Linked DNA regions of Zea mays: all the other regions are linked to region 3. The links are chromatin contacts, called in public Hi-C maps. All regions are on one chromosome and are shown on one strand. Each heading gives the region's core, a stretch centred on a gene start, on an enhancer-like site or on the middle of the called end of the contact. The rest is flanking DNA. Distances are from core to core; before and after follow the strand shown.

Evidence for each region. A called contact is a pair of places that touch in the nucleus more often than the background predicts.
Region 1: a Hi-C map of leaf shows a contact between it and region 3, with 4 times the contacts expected there. The contact joins the promoter of LOC118473134 here to the promoter of LOC100281171 in region 3. A contact is called at or near these places in 22 of 25 Hi-C or Micro-C datasets (bundle sheath, ear, endosperm and 6 more) and 1 of 3 datasets of contacts at active chromatin or transcription factors (leaf).
Region 2: a contact with region 3 is called in a Hi-C map of tassel, with 1.7 times the contacts expected there. The contact joins the promoter of LOC103643076 here to the promoter of LOC100281171 in region 3. A contact is called at or near these places in 2 of 25 Hi-C or Micro-C datasets (endosperm and tassel).

What each region holds. Positions count from the first base shown.
Region 1 is chr1:201,043,755-201,048,464 of Zm-B73-REFERENCE-NAM-5.0, reverse strand. LOC118473134 (disease resistance protein RGA2-like) reads left to right here and starts at 1,971. Exons shown (of 1, transcript XM_035961789.1): 1 at 1,971-4,710. The coding sequence starts at 1,971. LOC100384829 reads left to right here. Exons shown (of 16, transcript NM_001362473.1): 15 at 74-122; 16 at 931-1,257. The coding sequence ends at 107.
Region 2 is chr1:200,986,369-200,990,945 of Zm-B73-REFERENCE-NAM-5.0, reverse strand. It overlaps LOC103643076 (la-related protein 6B), which reads right to left and starts at 1,343. Exons shown (of 10, transcript XM_008666237.4): 1 at 860-1,343. The coding sequence starts at 1,204.
Region 3 is chr1:201,416,066-201,420,752 of Zm-B73-REFERENCE-NAM-5.0, reverse strand. LOC100281171 reads right to left here and starts at 3,353. Exons shown (of 4, transcript NM_001154090.1): 1 at 2,271-3,353; 2 at 2,059-2,191; 3 at 1,890-1,974; 4 at 1-76. The coding sequence starts at 3,244.

The DNA of each region.
Region 1 (4,710 bases), core at 722-3,221, 370 kb after region 3:
TTCCATTCCTGATGTGATGTCAAAGCTGGCACATGTTTTTAGGATGCTGACTCGCATATCTCTTGTATTCCAGGACCACTGGGACGACATACCTTTCCAGAAGATGAACCAACTTTCACTGGGTACATGAAACATTCTTTTAATGGCCTTATATACCCTGATTGATGTTTGCTCTTTGAGTTTCCAAATTTACCAGCTTGTTTTTTTTGACTAATTTATTGGCCTTAATGGCCTGTTGTTTGGAAGCACCCAGTTTTTAAGAAACTGGTTTATAGAAATTGAGGTGGTTCTAAACATACCAGTTTATGTCTCAGTTTATAGAAATTGGATTGCCAGTTTCTTAAAAACCAAGAAGCTAGTCTCCTAGCTAAAAGATAAAAACCGGATTGCTTCTAAACAAGACCTAAGTTATCCAAGGCTTTGAATTAGCTTCTAGTGGTTTCACATTGCAGTATTATGTAGTCGGTGTTTTGGCCTTCTATCAGTCCGTCCTGAATTGTAAGGCATGCAGTATTTTCATTAAATTTTGTTGGTCTCTGACCGACAATTAGTCTAATCACATGAGAAGTTTATATTAGTGAAGTGATGACAACGGATTTGTATTTAGAGATACTTTCTAATGATCACGCCCTATCTTTTGGGACTTTGGTTCTGTACCATTTTTTTTAAATCTTTGCGATTTTGTGTTGCCAATCTGTCTTACTTGACGTCTAAAATTCGTCTACATATTTGCAACACCCAGTGGTCTTGCTTGCCTTGCCTCCTAACCATACTATCATGTAACTCATGAAGCTTGTGTATGTAGCTCATAATTAGTCTGTATTTTCGCTATATCAACCGGTCTTGCATCTACATCCAAGATACTGCTGCTACAACACTCACCTCTGCATCAGGCTGAACCATATCACTGTTAATTGGTTTTTTTTGAAGGCGATGATGCTGTTGGAATTGGAAACCATGCGAGTGGCGATGATGCGGTTGGGGAAACCATACGAGTGACGATGCTTTGGCTTCGAAATGATGGTGAAGATGACCTGGATTAAAGTTATTCTAGATTCATTTTTTATTTTGCACTATTGGTCTTCACAGAGCCTGTATGGTTGGGGGCCTTGTTTTGGCAAAGCTGTACTGATATATCCCTACCCCAAGAATCAGAAGCCTGCCAAAGTTTTGCGACTATGTACCTCGTCTGCGCTTGTGTATTGTGGTGCACTTGAATGATGCGAATGTTATATCGAATCCCCGTCCTTGATCGTGATGTTCTTGAACGTTCACCTCTGGGAAATTAACTCGCATGGTGAGCTGAGCTCGTGATCGGTGGCATGGTCGATCCAAGGTCGGGTGTCATTGTTGTATGGTCGAGCTGGACATGTAGGCTCTGTTACTATTTAGGTAACTATTTAGACCTTATTCCAAAAAGTTAGTAGAGATATTCACTTGCTATGGATTTAAATCTACCAAATCCTCTCCAATTCACGTGGATCGGAGGAAACCGAACGGACGCCATTGGCTTTTGAGGCATGAGATGGCTAGCGCAAAATGTCACTGCAGTGAAATTATTACACAACAATGAGAGGCTGGGCGCACCCACCTTGACTGTTCCCGATACTTTCTAGTGAGTCTACTGCTGCTGCCTGGCACAGCAGATGCCACGTTGGCACACCTCTGCCGTCACGAGGGACAAGACCCGGCCGCCTTGCCGGCTTCAAGCTCATGGCACGGCCGCCTTGCCTTGCCGGCTTCAATTTACAGGTACGACGAGTGGTGTATCGCGCGTCGCTTTCATATTCTTTCCTATTATTTCTCACTAAACTAATCGCCGCAGCCTGCACTTGCATTACGTTCCATGATAATACCGCCCTGCTCTTGTTCCTTCCTAGCCATTTCCACATTCATCCTGGTCCTTCACTCACCACCCGTACGTAAGCACAGCATCAACGCAAGCAAGACCGGAGAGCAAACCAGCAAGCATGGCTGACACGCTGCTTGTCCCCGTGGTGGCCAGGGTGGCCGGCAAGGCCGCCGACGAGCTCGTCCAGAGCGTCGCCCGCACGTGGGGCGTCGACGCCGACCGTGCCATGCTGGAGCGGACGCTGCTGGCGGTGCAGCGCGTGCTGCCTGACGCCGAGGCGAAGGGCGAGTCCAGCCCCGTCGTCCGGATGTGGATGAGGGAGCTCAAGGCCGTCGCCTACCGGGCAGACGACGTCCTCGACGACCTACAGCACGAGGCTCTACGCCGTGAAGCTAGCGAGCGTGAGCCGGAGCCGCCCATGGCGTGCAAGCCGACGAGGCGGTACCTGACCCTCCGCAACCCTCTCCTGCTCCGTCGTCTCACCGTGAGCAGGAGTCTGCGCAAGGTCCTCAAGGAACTGAACGGTCTTGTCCTGGAGACGCGCGCTCTAGGCCTGGCGGAGCGCCCGGCGGCGCGACACCGACACGCACACGCTCCGTGTCAGCAAGTGCGGGTAGCACTGAACGGCGGGTCGGCTGAGATCTTCGGCAGAGACGGTGACAGGGACGAGGTAGTGAAGCTGTTGCTTGACCAGCGACACCACCAAGACCAGAAGAACGTGCAGGTGCTGCCCGTCGTAGGGGCCGGTGGTGTGGGCAAGACGACGCTGGCAAGGATGGTGTACACGGACCGCAGGGTTCAGAAGCACTTCGAGCTGAGGATGTGGCACTGCGTGTCCGGAAACTTCGGAGCCGCCTCTGTCGTGCGATCCGTCGTCGAGCTGGCTACGGGCGAGAGGTGTGACCTGCCTGACGCCGGCAGGTTCTGGAGAGCGCGGCTCCAGCAAGTCGTCGGCAGGAAACGGTTCCTGCTCGTCCTTGACGACGTGCGGGACGACGAAGAGCGGGAGAAGTGGGAGGGCGAGCTCAAGCCGCTGCTGTGCACGTGTATCGGTGGGTCAGGGAGCGTGATTCTTGTCACTACTCGAAGCCAGCAGGTGTCTGCTGTGATGGGCAGCCTTCCGAGCAAGGAGCTAGCACGCTTGACTGAAGAAGATTCATGGGAGTTCTTCTCAAAGAAAGCGTTCAGCAGAGGAGTACAAGAGCGACCAGAACTGGTCGCTATCGGCAGGCGCATCGTCCACGTGTGCAAGGGGCTGCCTCTTGCTCTGAGTACAATGGGTGGCCTGATGAGTTCGAAGCAAGAAGCTCAGGACTGGGAGGCCATTGCAGAAAGCTGTAGTAGTGATACTGATACCAGTACAGGCTCAGGCACGGATGATGAAGTGTTGTCCATGCTTAAACTGAGCTACGGACACTTGCCAGATGAGATGAAGCAGTGTTTTGCGTTCTGCGCGGTGTTTCCCAAGGACCATGAGATGGAGAAGGACAGGTTGATCCAGCTATGGATGGCGAACGGTTATGTTGGTGGAGAGGGAACGGTGGATTTGGCGCAGAAAAGCGAATCCGTTTTCAGCGAGCTGGTCTGGAGGTCCTTTCTCCAAGATGTGGAAGGGAAGGTGTTCTGTAACTCGCTTCATGAGACGGTTATATGTAGAATGCATGGCTTAATGCACGACCTGGCAAAAGATGTCTCGGACGAATGCGCGTCTTCAGAAGAGTTGGTTCGAGGAAAAGCAGCGATGGAAGATGTATATCACCTGCGAGTGTCATGTCATGAGCTGAATGGAATCAATGGGTTACTGAAAGGCACGCCATCTCTCCACACATTGTTACTAACTCAGTCAGAGCATGAGCATGATCATCTTAAGGAGCTGAAACTGAAGTCAGTGAGATCGTTATGCTGCGAAGGTCTCTCTGCCATCCATGGCCACCAGCTTATAAACACGGCGCACTTGCGGTATCTTGATCTTTCCAGGTCAAAGATCGTTAGCCTGCCAGATTCACTATGCGCGCTGCACAACCTGCAGTCGCTGTGGCTCAATGGATGCTCCAGGCTACGGTACCTACCAGATTGTATGTCAGCCATGAGGAAGATCAGCTACATCCATCTCTTGGAATGCGACAGCTTGGAACGGATGCCGCCAAAACTCGGTCGACTGCAGAACCTTCACACGCTGACAACGTTTATCGTGGACACTGAAGATGGATTAGGGATCGATGAGCTCAGAGACCTGCGACACCTCGGCAACAGGTTGGAGCTGTTCAATCTAAGCAAGGTGAAGGACGACGGTTCAGAGGCGGCCAATCTCCATGAGAAGCGGAACCTTAGCGAACTGGTGCTGTACTGGGGCCGCGACCGGGATTATGATCCGTTGGATAACGAGGCCTGTGATGAAGACGAAGGGGTACTGGAATCTCTTGTCCCTCACGGTGAGCTCAAGGTTCTGAAGCTGCATGGGTACGGTGGCTTGGCTGTGTCAAAATGGATGAGAGATTCTAGGATGTTCCAGTGCCTTAGAGAGCTCGTTGTCACTGAGTGCCCGAGATGCAAGGATCTGCCGGTGGTATGGCTGTCACCTTCTCTCGAGGTCTTGGAATTATCCGGGATGATCGGCCTGACAACACTGTGCACGAACGTCGATGTGGCAGAGGCGGCAGGACGCAGCGCGTCCCGGCAGATTTTCCCGAAGCTGAGGAGGATGCGGTTGCAGTACTTGCCTGAGTTGGAGAGATGGACAGATCAGGACAGTGCAGGAGAGCCTGCTGGTGCCTCAGTGATGTTTCCCATGCTTGAAGAGCTAAGAGTCTACGAGTGCTACAAGCTTGCGAGTTTCCCCGCGAGTCCAGCTCTCACGC
Region 2 (4,577 bases), core at 94-2,593, 430 kb after region 3:
GAACCAACACTTCCGCTTACCATGTGTGCACTAGTAAAAATGTAAATTAATTTCTGAAGACGACAAATTTGTAATTTGTCGTATAAGCTATACCCTAGTAGTGACCGACAAATCCAACTGAAGTCCACGTGTTCGCCAAACATTGGTATGCATGCTTATAACTGTTTTATAATTTCCAACCTTGCCTCCCCCTCTTGTCACTAAACCCTAAGATACTTAAGTTTGAATGCACCCCCCGTTCCATTCCCGCCATACCATGTCTTTGTATTTTAGTACGAACCATGTAGAGGCTTGTTGGCTAAGTAAAATCAGCCAACAAAATATTTTCCTATTTTTGTTGAGTTCTCCAAAAATAGAATTTTCCATATTGTGTTCCATTTTTCTCCCTCCAACATTCAGAGACTAGCAATGAATACCATGCCAGGGTACAATTGCACCACCATCTAAACTTACTAGCAGATCGCTTGATTGCACGCTTGCACCAACATTAGTGATTGCACAGGATATGTTCCCGCTAAGAAATCCAACGCGGATATAAGATGCTTCTAAGAGATATATTAAAAACTGATGGATCAAAGATGCAAAACGCCTCATAGTGATCTCAGTAGAGAATACATCTACATCTGAGACTCAAAATAAAAATTTCCCTGGACATAGTCACATAGTAGATTGCGAACTGCAACGAAGTAGTATACAGAAATGCATTAGTTTACTCCTCCAAACGATTAGTTTTACCGACAGAAGAATCTAGGCTCGCGGGACACTCCAGATTCACACCAACCATTGCTCAGAACCAGGAAAGAGATACAGCGGCATGGCAGGTACGAGAGTAATCGAGTGCGGGCAAAGGAAAAGGTACCTGCTTGACGAGCTTGCGGGCCTCGGGTTCGGGCAGCCGGTGCTGCGGCTGCACCGCACCAGCGGGGCCCTCCCTATCCTCCGCCGTCGCGGCGGCGCTCCCCTCATCCTCGGCCTGGGCCTGATGGTGCTGGTGCCGCGGCTGGTAGTGCTGGTGAGGGTGGTAGTGGGGGTGGTGGTGCGGCTGATGGTGGTGGTGCGGGCCGCGGCGATGGGCGTTGTTGCCGTGGTGCTGGGCGGCGGATCGGGGGGTAAACTCGGGCGCGGCGGCGTTGAGGCGAGCCGCCGGGGTGGAGGAGGTGGGGGATCCGGAGGCGGAGGACTCCGGGATGTCGTCCTGCGCCATGGGGATCGAAAAGGGGAAGCAGCCCAGGAGGGTTTGTTTCGTCTGGTTTGCTCTCAGACGTGAGGTCAAGGCTTTGGGTGGAAGGGGAGAAGAAGAGAGGAGACGGATGGCACGGGCGGTTGCGGTTTCTAATTTCCAAAGGTCGGCGGCTTCTTAACCCTTGGGTTAACTTAAACCATGGACTAGAATCAGAACTTGAACACATACCATATATGAGGGTAGGGTTTTGATCCAACAGCTTGCACTGCTTTCTAACCTGTTTAGATTGGTTGAGTAATTGCTAAAAAAACTAGCCAGCTAAGAATATCTCCATCAACTTACTCATACACATACTTATATTCAAACTCCATTCTGTAAATAGTTCGGTCTACGGTGCAAAACAGTGCTTATAGATAAACTTTGAGTGAAATGCTGGAGTCAGCCTAAGGGTGCGTGTGTTTCCCTTCTAGATTATATAAATTGGATTATAGTGAAAGGGTAGGAGAGTAAAATATCACTTTGAGACCACAAATAAACTGAAATAAGTTAGTACTGGTTGCTTATTTTAGTTTATTTGTGATCTCAATGTGATATTTTACCCTTCTACTCTTTCACCGTAATCCAACTTATATAACCTAGGAGGGAAACAAATAGGGCCCAAGGTCATATTTGTTTATCCTCTAGATTGTATAATCCAGCTTAAATAATAAATGTGTGTTTATTTCGCTCCTATATTATATAAGTTGGATTATGGTGAAAAGGTAGAAGGGTAAAATATCACATTGGAACCACAAATAAGCTACTAGCTTATTTCAGCTTATTTGTAGTTCCAAGGTGATATTTTACTCTCCAACCCTTTCACTGTAATCCAACTTAATGAGTAACGTTTGGTTCACATATTAGTAACGTAATGAGTAACCAATAACGTTAAATCATGTTTGGTTAGGTTCAAGCGTAATCGGATACCACACTAGAAAATGGATATTGACCTATTCAAATTTGTTACTGTCGGTACGTAAGTGTGAATCATTACCATTTACGTTACATTTCGTGAACAAAACGACATCTAAGAGGGAAACAAACAAGGCCTAAGTTAAGAGACAAACAAACAACACAAGTTATTAGATGCTTATATAATCTAATTGTCGGGGACCATAATTAGGGGTACCCTCAAGACGCCTAATTCTCAGCTGGTAACCCCCATCAGCATAAAGCTGCAAAGGCCTGATGGGTGCGATTAAGTCAGGGATCAGTCCATACGAGTGACTCGATCACGCCTCGTCCGAGCCTAGCCTCGGACAAGGGCAGCCGACCCCGAGGGGTTTCCGTCTCGCCCGAGGCCCCCCTTTAACGGCGGACACATCTCCGGCTCGCCCGAGGCCTTGCCTTCGCTAAGAAGCAACCCTGACTAAATCGCCGCACCGACTGACCGAGTCGTAGGAGCATTTAACGCAAAGGTGGCCTGACACCTTTATCCTGACGCGCGCCCCCCGGCAGAGCCGAGGTGACCGCCGTCACTTCACTGCTCCACTGACCGGTCTGACAGAAGGACAGCGCCGCCTGCGCCACTCCGACTGCAGTGCCACTCGACAGAGTGAGTCTGACAGGCAGTCAGGTCTTGCCAAAGGCGCCATAGGAAACTCCGCTCCGCCCGACCCCAGGGCTCGGACTCGGGCAAAGACCCGGAAGACGGCGAACTCCGCTCCGCCCGACCCCAGGGCTCGGACTCGGGCTAAGACCCGGAAGACGCCGAACTCCGCTCCGCCCGACCCCAGGGCTCAGACTCGGGCTAAGACCCGGAAGACGGCGAACTCCGCTCCGCCCGACCCCAGGGCTCGGACTCGGGCTAAGACCCGGAAGACGGCGAACTCCGACCCCAGGGCTCGGACTCGGGCAAAGACCCGGAAGACGGCGAACTCCGCTCCGCCCGACCCCAGGGCTCGGACTCGGGCTAAGACCCGGAAGACGGCGAACTCCGCTCCGCCCGACCCCAGGGCTCGGACTCGGGCAAAGACCCGGAAGACGGCGAACTCCGCTCCGCCCGACCTCAGGGCTCGGACTCGGGCTAAGACCCGGAAGACGACGAACTCCGCCCCGCCCGACCCCAGGGCTCGGACTCCGCCCTGGCCTCTGCCGAACGACCTCCGCCTCGCGCGACCCAGGGGCTCGGGCTCGGCTTCGGCAACGGAAGACAGATTCGACCCCAGCTTCGGAGGAGCCCCCACGTCGCCCGGCCTCGGGCGCGGGCCCGCCACGTCAACAGGGAGCGCCATCATCACCCTACCCCGAGCCGACTCGGGCCGCAGAGAACAAGACCGGTGTCCCATCTGGCCAACTCCGCCAGATAGGCAATGATGGCGCCCCGCGTGCCCTGTGACGACGGTGGCTCTCAGCCCCCTTACGGAAGCAGGGGGACGTCAGCAAAGACTCGACCGCTCCGACAGCTGTCCCTCCGCCAAGCTCCGTCGCTCCTCCGACAGCCACGACATCACACCAGCAGGGTGCCAAGATCTCTCCGGCTGCCATATTGGCATGTACTTAGGGCGCTAGCTCTCCCTCCGCTAGACACGTAGCACTCTGCTACACCCCCATTGTACACCTGGATCCTCTCCTTACGACTATAAAAGGAAGGACCAGGGCCTTCTTAGAGAAGGTTGGCCGCGCGGGACCGAGGACGGGACAGGCGCTCTCTTGGGGCCGCTCGCTTCCCTCACCCGCGTGGACGCTTGTAACCCCCCTACTGCAAGCGCACCCGACCTGGGCGCGGGACGAACACGAAGGCCGCGGGATCTCCACCTCTCTATCGCCCGTCTCCGGCCACCTCGCCTTTTCCCCCCTTCGCGCTCGCCCACGCGCTCGACCCATCTGGGCTGGGGCACGCGGCACACTCACTCGTCGGCTTAGGGACCCCCCGGTCTCGAAACGCCGACAGTTGGCGCGCCAGGTAGGGGCCTGCTGCGTGCTGACGAACAGCTTCCCGTCAAGCTCCAGATGGGCAGTCTCCAGCAACCTCTCCGGCCTGGGACGGTGCTCCGTTTTGGGAGTCTTGAGTTCATGTCCTTCGACGGCAGCTACGACATGATACTCCTTCCACCGCCGCGCGACAACGACAATGGCGGTCGACATCCCGCCCGCCGGCGGCGGAACCGACGACATCTTCCCCGCGCGGTGGAAGAACAACATTCGAGCTCGCCCCGTCCTCTCCCCCGCCAACGGAGGAGGAGGCGGGGCAACCAAGGCCAAGCGGGAGGCCGCGCTTCGTCGGCTGTCGAGCGAATCGACGTCCCCAGCGCCCCGACGGAAGGCACGCCGGGCGTCGACCTCGCGTTCGAGACGAAGGCAAGCGCCGCCCCCCGCGACACGCTGATCCCGAGCAAGAAGACGACGCCAGCGC
Region 3 (4,687 bases), core at 2,104-4,603:
GGCATCCGGCCATCGGTTACCTCCCCAGTCGCGAGTTTCAGACGTTGGACCTCGGCGGTTAACGCTTCGTTCAGGGCTGCACAGAACATCCACATGAATCAGTTCACGTTATAAGAAAGAATGTAGAAAAATGTAGAAAAAACTAAATAATGCAGCAGGCACTAATGCATCGTCACTGTATCAGTTCTCCGGAGACTGAAACCTCGAATATAGATTTCAAAAGTAAGCATGTAACTTGACTTGCTGAACCTGAAGACTTGAAAGAAAGACAGAAAGAAAGAAAGAAACACCAAATGAAGGGTGAGCAAGTACCTAAAAGATCATAATTCACAACATGACCATTGACAAGTAGACAGTGGCACCAAACATTGCCTAAGCTTTATCGAGTTTAACATGAGCCGGTAATGGTTGCACTGCAAACTTGTTATGCACCTTAAGGAAATAAAATCAACCAATAGCACGGCATCATGGCACAAATCATTCACTAGTGCTACTTTCTGATCCTGAAATCCTAGCCTCGAGGCCGCATTTGCTGGAACAAATTTTGGTACACCAGATATAATAAATAAGCACAAAAGATAGGGCATGCATGGTGCAAGAAGAGGGAGGAAGACAACCCTGTAAGATTTCAGAAACAATAAATAGAAAAAGATCATTTTACACTCAAACTTCGTCTAGCTATCAAAATATGTTCTGATAATTGCTAAAGAAAATTTTGTTGATTAATAAGAAAATAAAATGCAAAGTCTCTTACTAACAAGTTAGCAAATGTTAGCATGCATTTTCGCATAACTTGTCAAGGTAAGCAATGGACATCAAAGCAAAACATGGCATAAAAGGTGTGTTTGGATGCCACCTTGAGCTAGGGGCTCTCGTCCAGGCATGTGGATCTATCCCCAGGGGATCAAAATCAAACACCTGGGAGTGATGCCTGGCACAGGCAAGTTTCCCACGCCACAGTGCACCAGATTAATCTGGGTATGGCTGATATACTATGTGATCATGATAATCCACAAATGATATGTTCACTATTCAATCATTCATTAAAGGTGACATAGCATGTTCGGTTCTATCAGATAAGCATGCATATAAAAACAACCTCAAATAAATATATAAATAAGTTCCTTGAAGATGCTAAAGACCATCCCATGATGTGTAATCCCGCACAAGCCTTCTGTAGGATTTTATTGTGCAGTTTCTGATCATCAATCAAATGAACAAATCTGAAGTTAACAACCGATTTGGAACTAACAGCCCATTTCATGGTTCATACCAAAAGCCCATGACCAAAAATAATTTTTTGTATCTACCTACTAGTTGACAAATTATATCAGGGGGGATTTCATGCAAGGCCATTTTCACATACTAGCATTAAGAGAACAAATGCCATAGATGCATGCCACGAGTTTAACTCTAAAATTGACAGTTAACAAAAAGAATTAACAAAATTTTTTTCAAGTTAGATTGGCCGTAGTGTCCACAAAAAAAAGCTGTAGAACTTAGCATATGCGTCCAGTTGTGATTTATAAAGTACATTCTACATTGTCAAGGATGCAGCTTAAGTAATAGCAAAGTTCAATCTAGCAGAAGTATATTATATCCCACATGGAAAACCTCCGAATGACTGTATACTAACATTAAACTGAAGAATGAGATGCGCCAACCACAAAAAAATACTGCCACAAGATTTACAACAGAAGCCAACCCATGCATAAGTAACTTTTGTGGCAACTTGACAACTGGATTTTGGAAACCGAACCAAATGAGCAATGCAAGGTACATTGGTCGTCTGCTAGCTTTTGAAGGAAGGAATTCTTGATTTTGTCCATTGGGCAGACCCAGTGCCCTAGAAAGCTTGGGACCAATGCAGAGCATCACAACAAGCTTACCATCTCTCAGCTGTGCTTGTTGCTCCATTGCTTGAAGCCTTATTTTCAACTCGTTGTTCTGAGTAGCCAATCCAGCTGAGTCCCTCTGCAAATAAGCACAGCAAGATTAACTTAAAACCATCACAATCAGAGGTTGAATCGAAATCCCCAGCAGCTCTATAGAACAGACCTGCAGCATTGTCAACTGTGCTGAGAGTGTCGTAGCCTCTGTCTGCAGCACTTGCACCTTATGCTCAAGCTCCTGAATGTACCTCATCTTGCGCTCCTTTGACCTGGCTGCTGACTGCCGATTCGCCAGAATCCTGAAAAAAAAACCGCAAATCAGAATGCCCATTTTTAGGAAAAGAGAGAAATTTACCCAGTATATGAAGAAATGCACACCTCTTGACCCTCTTAGGATCCGTCAGAGCTATCTCAGCAAGTCGCTCATTCGCCATAATTTTCTTCTTCTCGGAGTCGGTAAACTCTCCGTTGGTAAACTCCATATTGAACAGCGCGACAGCACCACCTTCCAGTGAGCCACTCCCGCTCCTGGTGAGGCTGCCACCAGGAGACGGCAGCGGCAGCTTCGGAGACTCCTCCCCTGCGGCGAAGCTGAGCTTGCCCATGAAGCTGTCTATGGACAGGCTGCGACAATGGCGGGACTTGCCCCCGTCCTTCCTGTCCGCGGACGTGGACTGGCTCTCCGCCTCGTTCTCGCTGCTCTCGGCCGCGCTCCCCGCGCGCGTGCCGCTGGCACGACTGTCGCGGTCGTCGTGGCGGTCCTCAGACGAGTTGAGCGGGTCCAGCCCGTCCAGGTCCATGTACGCGTTGACGAGGTCGTAGAGGGCGGCGTCATCACCGCCGCCGCCGTCCGATCTGCAGCCGTCGGCCGCAGCGGTGACCTCGCGCTTGACCGGCGCCGGCGGGGGCAGCGGCGGGCTGAGCTGCGCGAAGCCGAACGGGATGTCGCTCTGCGAGCGGCGGTGGCCGGCCCTCCTGGGCGGCAGGCCGAGAGGCGGCGGGTCGGAGGTCGACGGCGGCGGGGAGGGAGGCACGGCGGGCGCGGCGCCCAGATCGGCGTAGGGCGGCGGCGGGAGCGAGTCGAGCGAGAAGAAGAGCGGCTGGGAGAGCGAGCGCGCGTGGTGCGCGCCGGCGCCGGGCGAGGGGATCTGGCCGTAGGGCGACGAGAGGCGCGCCTGCGGGTGCGCTGGCGGCCGCAGCGACGGCGAGAGGCGGCGATACCCGGACGCCGCGGCGGCGGAGGCCAGGTCGAGCGGGGTCGGGGAGCGCGGCACCGGCGGCTGGCCCCCGAGCTGCTGCGGCGACAGGTGGTGGCGCGCGGCGGGGTCGGCGGAAGCGCCCGGGTCGTCCATCGCGGCGATCGATACACTCTGGGAGGCCGGCCGGGAGCAGGAACTGCCGGAATGCCGGCGGCGAGCGCGAGCGGAGGCAGAACCGAGGCGCCGCTCTGCCGCTGGGGGGAGATGGCGAGGTGGATGGAGAGCGAGCAAGAGCAAAACTATCACTGGAAACAAAACACACATAAATAAATAAATAGATAAATAGAAGAGGAAATGGTTTTTCCGCAGAAGCAATTGAAAATTTTCTGAATTGTTTTTTGTTTTGCGGGGCTTAATCGGTGGAGGGTTCGCGTGTGCATGTGGCCCGACGCGAGGTTACGTGACGCGTGATCCTATTGGAGGAAATGTCTAATCAGTCCCTCCTTTCCAGCGCTTATTTTATTCCCATTCCGCGTCCCCCGCAGGCCCGCATGTAATAATATCCAGTCCGGGAGGGAGGGTGTTTCGGCTAATTTCGCTGTGGGATTGGTCGTTAGGGCATGTACAGTGGTGTTTAATGTGGAGTCTTTTAAGGTGTTTAAGGGGGTTATTTGCAAAAAAATCTTAGAGCCGTCTCTCCGTGAAGAGACGCCTCTGGCTCGTAAACCAAGTAGCAACAGACGCCTCACTTCCCACTGTACGAATTTGTCGTCTGTTCTATCGATCTGATGCTATACAAATACATTTAATTCTGTATTTATTAATAGACTACGTTTATAGACACTCCATTGTACAATAGAGTCTCTTAGTTGTCTCTTGTGCTTGGAGAACCGTTTTGGTGTCTCTCCACTGTACATGCCCTTAATGATCGTTGGCGCCGCAATTAGTGGGTGCGTGTGCTTGGACCATCTGATGTGGACCGTGGACTACGTACGCTTCCTCCCACGCTGTCTCTTGACTACCTCCGTCTCCGTGCATGATTGGGGAATTGCGATTTTACAAACACCCCCTCGCGCCCTGATTTTCTGGTAGCAAGTGGGATTTGTTTTTAAGGTAAATGAATAGTATACTTGCTTGTTTTCGACACGACTGACAAATGGTTTCGTCAACGTCAATGATCTGAGCATAGCTGGACGGCGAGCTCAACCTGAGAATCTGTGTTGGCTTGGCGGGATCCTGTGAGATTTTGAGTTCACTGAGGGGCCGTTCCCGTAACCGTCCCATAAAATGTTTGGATACTAGCTATTAGTATTAAATGTAGACTAAACGAGGAGACAATTCTAATTAATCGTATGATGCTACAGTAAACATTATTATAGATTAATTAGGTTTAACAAATTTGTCTTGTCGTTTAATCTTCATCTATATAATTAGTTTTATAATTAGACTACATTTATTACTCGTAATTAATATTCAAACGTTTGATATGACACATACTAAACTTTAGTGAGGAGAACCAAACACCCACTCAGGCCAACCTACACGACTTACGTGATACACTAAGATTGAGAGCAAGTTTGGTTTACTGCATAACTT